Linked DNA regions of Mus musculus: region 1 is linked to region 2. The links are chromatin contacts, called in public promoter capture Hi-C maps. All regions are on one chromosome and are shown on one strand. Each heading gives the region's core, a stretch centred on a gene start, on an enhancer-like site or on the middle of the called end of the contact. The rest is flanking DNA. Distances are from core to core; before and after follow the strand shown. Region 1 overlaps Chd6 (chromodomain helicase DNA binding protein 6). Region 2 overlaps Top1 (topoisomerase (DNA) I).

What was found. Capture Hi-C pulls out chosen DNA fragments and counts their contacts.
Region 1: a promoter capture Hi-C map of adipose tissue shows a contact between it and region 2. The contact joins two enhancer-like sites. A contact is called at or near these places in 1 of 115 datasets of contacts at active chromatin or transcription factors (embryonic stem cells) and 3 of 9 other capture datasets (adipose tissue, liver and pancreatic islet).

The regions. Positions count from the first base shown.
Region 1 is chr2:160,975,099-160,978,818 of GRCm38.p6, forward strand. It overlaps Chd6 (chromodomain helicase DNA binding protein 6), which reads right to left. Exons shown (of 37, transcript NM_173368.3): 27 at 2,361-2,421. Among named protein-coding and RNA genes, the nearest start is that of Emilin3, 65 kb to the left of the region's middle. Within about 2 kb of position 2,338, at least 21 of the 459 cell types and tissues checked have an H3K27ac peak or open chromatin away from gene starts, as enhancers often do. A contact at or near this core is called in adipose tissue, where this site is marked.
Region 2 is chr2:160,665,644-160,669,066 of GRCm38.p6, forward strand. The region is part of intron 2 of Top1 (topoisomerase (DNA) I); the gene reads left to right. Among named protein-coding and RNA genes, the nearest start is that of Top1, 21 kb to the left of the region's middle. Within about 2 kb of position 1,863, at least 34 of the 459 cell types and tissues checked have an H3K27ac peak or open chromatin away from gene starts, as enhancers often do. A contact at or near this core is called in adipose tissue, where this site is marked.

The DNA.
Region 1 (3,720 bases), core at 1,088-3,587, 310 kb after region 2:
AAAATGCATTAAAGAGACTTACTTATTTTATGTTTCTGAATATTTTGCTTCCATGTATGTATATGAACCACATGAGTGCCTGGTGAACTGGAGTGAACTGGAGTTATGGATGGTTATGAGCCACCATGTGGATGCTGGGATTTGAACCCACATCTTCTATGAGATCAAGTGCTCTTAAACGAGGAGCCACCTCTTCAACCCCTAATCAATATTACTCTAACGATAAGTGTTTTACTCCTAATACCTACAACAAGGATATTTATCCCACCAATATTACCCAATAAAGTGCTAAAAGTTTCAGCCAGTACCAGAATCCAAGAAAAGGAAAGAAGTTTTAAAATTTAGACCAGATGGGAATTTTAACTTTGTATTTGCAGATGACGACAAGACAAAGAAATCCATAAAAAGTGGCCTAAAATGGGTAAGCAAGCCCAAAACAGCTGAGGGTGCAGGGCAGGCAGAAAACACACACAGGATTTCTCTCCCTGTGGTAAGGAACATGGGAATGGGAGTGAGATCACAACAGCACTTACAATCACTCCCAAGAAGAAACAATGAAACGAAGTAACAAACAGTAGAGCTCACACACTGATGAAAGAAACAGAAAGTGAAATAAAAAAAATGATGACAGGCAGCGGCATACAATTTTAATTAATGTAACTTCTACTAAAATTTCAGCCAGTCTCTGAAAATATAGAAACTTTTTTTTTAATGAATTAAATATTTATTTACTGAGTGTGTCCATGTGGAAGTCAGAGGACAACCTGCAGGAGTCAGTTCTCTCTTTCTCTTAGGTGGTCCCAGGGAATAAACTTAGGCTGGGTAGCAAGTACCCTGACTTGCTGAGCCATGTTACCTGTCTAGATAATTTTACATAGAAATTTTACATGACAATTTTACAAAGTTACATAGAGAGGCACAGAATAAGTAAAGGTCAAATAATTTTAAAAAAGAATAGAGTGGGAAGGGATCAGTTGACTTTAAGACTTTAAGACAAGGATGCAACAATTTAGACTATGTACTACTGACAGAACTCAGCAATGGAGCCTCACAGACAGGCCAACCGGGTTTTCTCAAAGTTACGAAAGTAATTTGATAGGATAGAAGGTTAAGAGTATTTATGGACCAACAGGATAGGAACAGGTTAAATTACCTTGATCTAATTTTTGTTATTTAAATTAGAACTAACCTAAACTGGATCATAAAACTATAAAATGTGGGGGAGGGGAGGGTGGAAGAGGCTCTAGGTTGTCAGGTAAAACAGCTGAGACCTGGCACCATAAACCCAACCCACAAAAGCAAAAGTGAGAAACTTATTTCTTCAAATTAAAAACTCTTGCCACATTAAAGACAACATGGAAAGGATAAAAAGGCAAAACTACAAGGTTAGAGAAAATATCTGCAAACCACCTGTCTGATAAAAAGAAGAGTATCTGGCCAGGCAATAGCTGTGCACACCTTTAATCTCAGCACTCAGGAGACAGAGGCAGGTTCTCTGACTTCAATACCACCCTGTCTCAAAAACAAAATCAAAAACAAACAAACAACAACAAAACCCCAGGACTAGCATCTGGAATCTATCACAGCGTCTAGGACAGCACAAGGAAAGCAGAGCATGAGTGAGGGGCACGAGAACTTGTCCTGCGTGGAGCACAGAAAACAGCGACACCATAAATGCAGGAGGTACAGGAAGGAAGCACACCACTTATTTACTGCCAGTGGGCAGAAAAAGTGAACGGCACAGCTACTCCAAAACGAAGTGGCAGTTTCTTAAACAAACATGTACATTATATAAACAGTGTCATATCCATGTTACAGAATAACAATCAGCAGCCACCTCTGCCCCCAACCTAAAACAAAAACAAAAAGGGAACCAACTACAGTTGGAACAGACAACCGCCTGGATAGATTTTAAGATTATGACAAATGAAAACAAATCTGTCAAAGGTTCATACTGCATGATTGCATTCTTAAAATGACAGTTATGAAAATGGAGAAAAGATCAATGATGTGGTGGGAGGGGCAAACAAATGGTTATGAGATAGAGATGAGACCAGTGCAGTCATTCAAATGTTCTGACCTTGACTCTGTCAGTGTCACCATCTTGAATACTAAATGGTTTTACCTGATCTTACTCTGGAGGATACTTGGTACAGGTACTGTGTTTTACAACTCTATCTTAAACTGCAGCTATCTGAAAAATTTTTTTAGACTACAAATGCAGTCAAGTTTGTATGCTTGAAGTTTCTGTACTAAAGGGTGATACAAAGACAGTGCAGCAATGCAACCCCACCCCCAATGATGAAGTCCTCCCTTGGCAGGAAGGAGCATGCAGGACCAGAGCAGCCAATCTGACTCACCGTTTGCTTCTGGAGACCATCCAACTTGTCCTCAGCACTGTCTTCTTTATCTATGTTGCCTCTAAATAAAAGTAATTATATAACACTTAGGAGTTATGTTATTACCAAGGGTGCTTGTAAGAAAGCCTTCCAAATCTAAAGGCAAGGTTAGTAGATATTTTTCTCACAGGCATTCAAATCTTAAGATTTTTCCTTTTCTTTTCGGAGAACCTTAGAGAGACTAAGAATGAGAGAAACTACCATCCAAGACTGTTCTCATGTAGGTGGGTAAAGACTTCCATTCAACTGAGACCTCACATGTATTAGGCTGTAGCCTTGTGATCTACTCAGGCACACCCTGAGGCTTACTGTTCAACACAATCATTGAAAAAGTAACCACAGCCTGTCAAGAGCTGTCTCCACTTCAACTAAAAGAGAACAACTCTAGTCCAGACGACATCTGTGCTAATCAAGTGCTCACCGGAAGCACAGCGACCTCTCTCACAAGGTCCTCTCTCTCTTGTGCTGAGAAGGAAGGGGAATCATCCCGTCAGATATGACACTTGTGACTCGGTTAGCTGCTTCAAGTCTCCTGGAAGCCTAACTACTGCTGAAGCCTGTCTGTGACGATTCTTCTCCGGTTAAGCTGGAAAGAAGCGTCAGCTGCTTTGCCCCTACCTTAGGTGCCTCCCTGGAGTCACCACAAATATAAAAGCTTTGAGCTACACGCAGGCTCCTGAACTAGGGAGTGTTTTTCCTGAACCAGTTAATTTAACTAACACCAGGATAACCAGCCATACTAGACCTTTGTCAACATCTCCCAAAATACACTCTTATTATTCTGACCACAGAAAATGCCTTTGGGGCATAGAGCATCATGGCAGCTAAAGTGTTCCCCAGGGGTTATTGGCAATGCCATACTTTCATGGCTAGGTCTAACTACAGCTCTGGACAATTCAAAGCACCTTGTCCTCAGCAGAGGAGGACATCTGGCCAAAGCTGACAGGACACATCTAAGAGGTAAATTCTACTTTCTAAAAATTTTTATATCTTGGAGATAGGTTTTAGCTGTTGCTTTAGTTTTCCTGAGAACTCACACATTTGGAGATTATGCCAACAATAAATAAAAGTAAGCCAAAGAGAATGCTTCTATATGTTTTGCTATACTACCCTTCACTATGCTGAACTGTTACTACCTTAAAAAGCAGCTCCCGAGTCTGCCTTGCTTGGGGAATATTTTATTCTGGAATAAAACCAGCAATCAGATGAGGAACTTTATGATCAGGAAGGCTGTACTTGCTGGGCCTGCTTAGTGTTTTGCGGGGGGGGGGGGGAGGGAGAGATACATAATTCCCCTGAGAGCCCTCTGACCAGAATGAGA
Region 2 (3,423 bases), core at 613-3,112:
TTATTACACTTACATTGATTTGTATGTAGAGGTTGGTGGGCAGACAGGGTTATGGAACACATGTTCTGGTCAGAAGACAATCCATGGAAGTCATTTTTCTGCTGTGTAGATTCCTGGGGATTGCACATAATTGTCATGTTTGGCATCAGGGACTTTTCCAGCCTGAGCTGGAAAAGCCATAGAGATTTCAATTAAGAACTTTGTCTTCTTTGTTTTCTGCTTTGTTTTGTTTTTAATTTAAAATCTCTCACAGCATCTGTAGCACAGTTTGAGGATATACTAGATATGTAATGACTTTGAGTTCATATTATTGGCCTAGATGTTTTGTCCATGGAATTATTTACCAGCAACCCTAATTTTCTCTGAGATAGTTAATTTTTACATTTTTAGATAGCATTTGTTTTCAAAGGCTTGGGACCCGGTTTTAAATTCCATTTTGAAAATTTATGCATTTCAGGAAGATAATAATGTGAAATCTAATAGGAACTACTCTGAATTTGTATTTTAAAGTTTAGTGCTTTTTAGTGACTTTTGCATGTTTGTATTTGACAAAAATAAATTTGTTTGTTTATTTAGACAGGGTCTCTCTGTAACCCTGGTTGTCCTGGAACTCTCTGTGTAGACCAGGCTGGCCTTGAACTCAATCTGTCTGCCTTTGTCTCCTGAGTGCTGGGATTAAAGGCGTGTACTACCAGGTCTGGCTTCAAATTTTAAAGTTTGCTAATCTCTAACTTTATTATAAAAGTCGTTCATTATGGAAAATAAGATGAAGCACACTTAAGAACTCAAGTTCACAAATTTCTAAATTTTAAAATTACTACATTCTTTTTAAAATGTATGTCTTCCAGTCTTTTTTGTATGTGGTCATGGATTTATTGAATTACATACAGTGGTGCTCATTTTCTCTCCTTTTCAGATAATTTCCTTGTCATGCCTTTGAACCAAAGCAGTAGATCTTAACGTTCAATATTCTGAAGCCCATTTACTGATTTCTAACTATAAACAAAACAACACATGCTTTATTTCAGGTTGTAGTCCTGGTGCATGCATGCATTGTCATTTTTATGCCATGAGGTAAAAGTCACCAGTTTTATCCTGATTGACTCAGCATGTTAAGACTTTAGACTGGAGACTTAGAAGTCAGAGGGTCCTGTACACTGCATGGGAGATTTGAGTTCAGTCTTCTAACACTATATGCTTTACTTACTATTCTCATCTCTGTGGGATGGAAAGTTCTTAGAACCAGGGCCTTGATCTTGCAAGTATTAGTGTTTCTCTTTCCTTGGGATCTGTCTAGAATAGACATGCAGTTATGCCAAATAGCACTTCAGTTGCTTCAGATCAGCAATACTTAATTTATATATAATCTTATTGCTGTGAAACATGCTACTTCAAATTTAGTTGATATAGGTTGGTTATAAGTGTCAAATACATTACATTCGTTAGTCTGGTTGAATGTAAGAAAGAATTCATTTAAAAAAAAAAGTTTTTCGGGCTGGCGAGATGGCTCAGTGGTTAAGAGCGCCGATTGCTCTTCCGAAGGTCCCGAGTTCAAATCCCAGCAACCATATGGTGGCTCACAACCATCTGTAACGAAATCTGATGCCCTCTTCTGGAGTATCTGAGGACAGCTACAGTGTACTTACATATAATAAATAAATAAATCTTTAAAAAAAAATAATTAAAAAAAAAAAAAGTTTTTCATAAAAATCGCATGTCACCTAGAGTAACAGTCATCTGAAGGCTAAATTGGGCTGTGGCATATTCACTTCCAAGATAATTTCTTCACGTGGCTATTAGAAGGAAGTATCAGTTCCTCACCACATGTTTCTTGAGTGCTGCTAGTTTGGTAGCTGATTTCTCACTAGAACAAGGAGAGCAAATGGGAAGTTGCAGTGCCTTTGTGAGCTAATGTTGGGTGCTGTACTGCCATTTACTTGTGCAAGTGCAAGAGACGGACGGTGCATGTGCATTTGCAGGTCAACATCAGATGTCTATCAGGCTTGCTCTGCCTTATTTTTAAAAGATGTATCTTATTACTTGTCCATGTGTATGTATGAGTATAGATGGCCCTGGAGGCCAGGAGAGGGTGTTAGATCTCAAGGGGCTAGAATTACAGGAGGTTGTGAGTTGCCCCTAACATGGATGCTATGAACTGACCCCTCTGTTATCTATCTCAGCAAGTACTCTTAACTACTGAAACTTTTCTCCAGCCTCTTTTCACCTTTTTTTTAGATAAAATATTTATTGAACTGGCGCTTCCAGAGATCTGTCTCTGTTTCCCCAGAACTGTGATATAGATAGGTACACAGCAATAAGCCAAAATCAGAGATACATATAGCACTGTTTCCCTCCTGTATTCTTAAAAAGGCACCACAGTAAATGAGAATAGAAAGGGAATCAGTGGGAGTGGGGATAAGTGTGAGTAATGGAGGGGATATTATCAAAGTACTTTATATGTTTAAATATTTTCATAAGGCTTAGGATGTAGCTTTGTGGAACTGGGTGGGGGTGAGAATGGGGGCGAGCAACTGATGTTTTGGTAAGCAAAACTCAAATCAAGAGAAAATTGATTAAATAAAATTTTACTAAATTTTAAAAGAGGCTCTTTGAAAAACACCTTTAGGATTTATTTATTTATGAATGAATGACTGGTCATAGTGACTACAGGGATAACTTAGCAGTTAGGAGCACTGGCTGTTCTTCCAGAGAATGGGGTGTTGATTTCCAACACCCACATGGAGGCTCACGACCATATACAGCTCCAGTTCTAGAGAATCTAATGTCCTCTTCTGGCTTCCCAGGCATTGCATACACATGGTACACAGACATCCATATAAGCAAAATACCCATATATATAAATCTCTCTCTGTTTTTTTAAAAGCCTGTTCACTTTTATACTTTCTAACACTTGAGTCTTTGAGGTTGGAAGATATGTATCCAAAATAGCAAGCCATAGTATCATAATATATGTGGCCAAAAATAGCAATCCAGAAGTATATAAAGAACTTACAGAGGCAGGTGGATCTCTGTGAGTCCAAGGATAGCCTGGTCTAGACAGAGAAACCCTGTCCTGAAAAACCAGGGGGTAGGGGGAAGAACATATACAGCTCAGTAATACAATGTACAGTCAAACAAGCAAATACTGTAGTGAACTTGCAATAGTTATTTAAAGGATGTGAATAGTCAATAAGCACAAATAGTTTTCATTAAATATTTAATCACTAGAAGAAAATTAGGAATTAAATTCATAATGAGGGTGCTGGCTGGTTAAGAGCACTTGCTCTTGTAGAGGACCTAGGTTTGGCTCTAAGCATTTCAGTTCCAGAGAATCCAATACTCTTATGGCCTCCACAGGGACCCAGCACACAGGGCATTTACATACATGCAGGCAAAACATTCATGGGTAAAATTTTTAAAAAT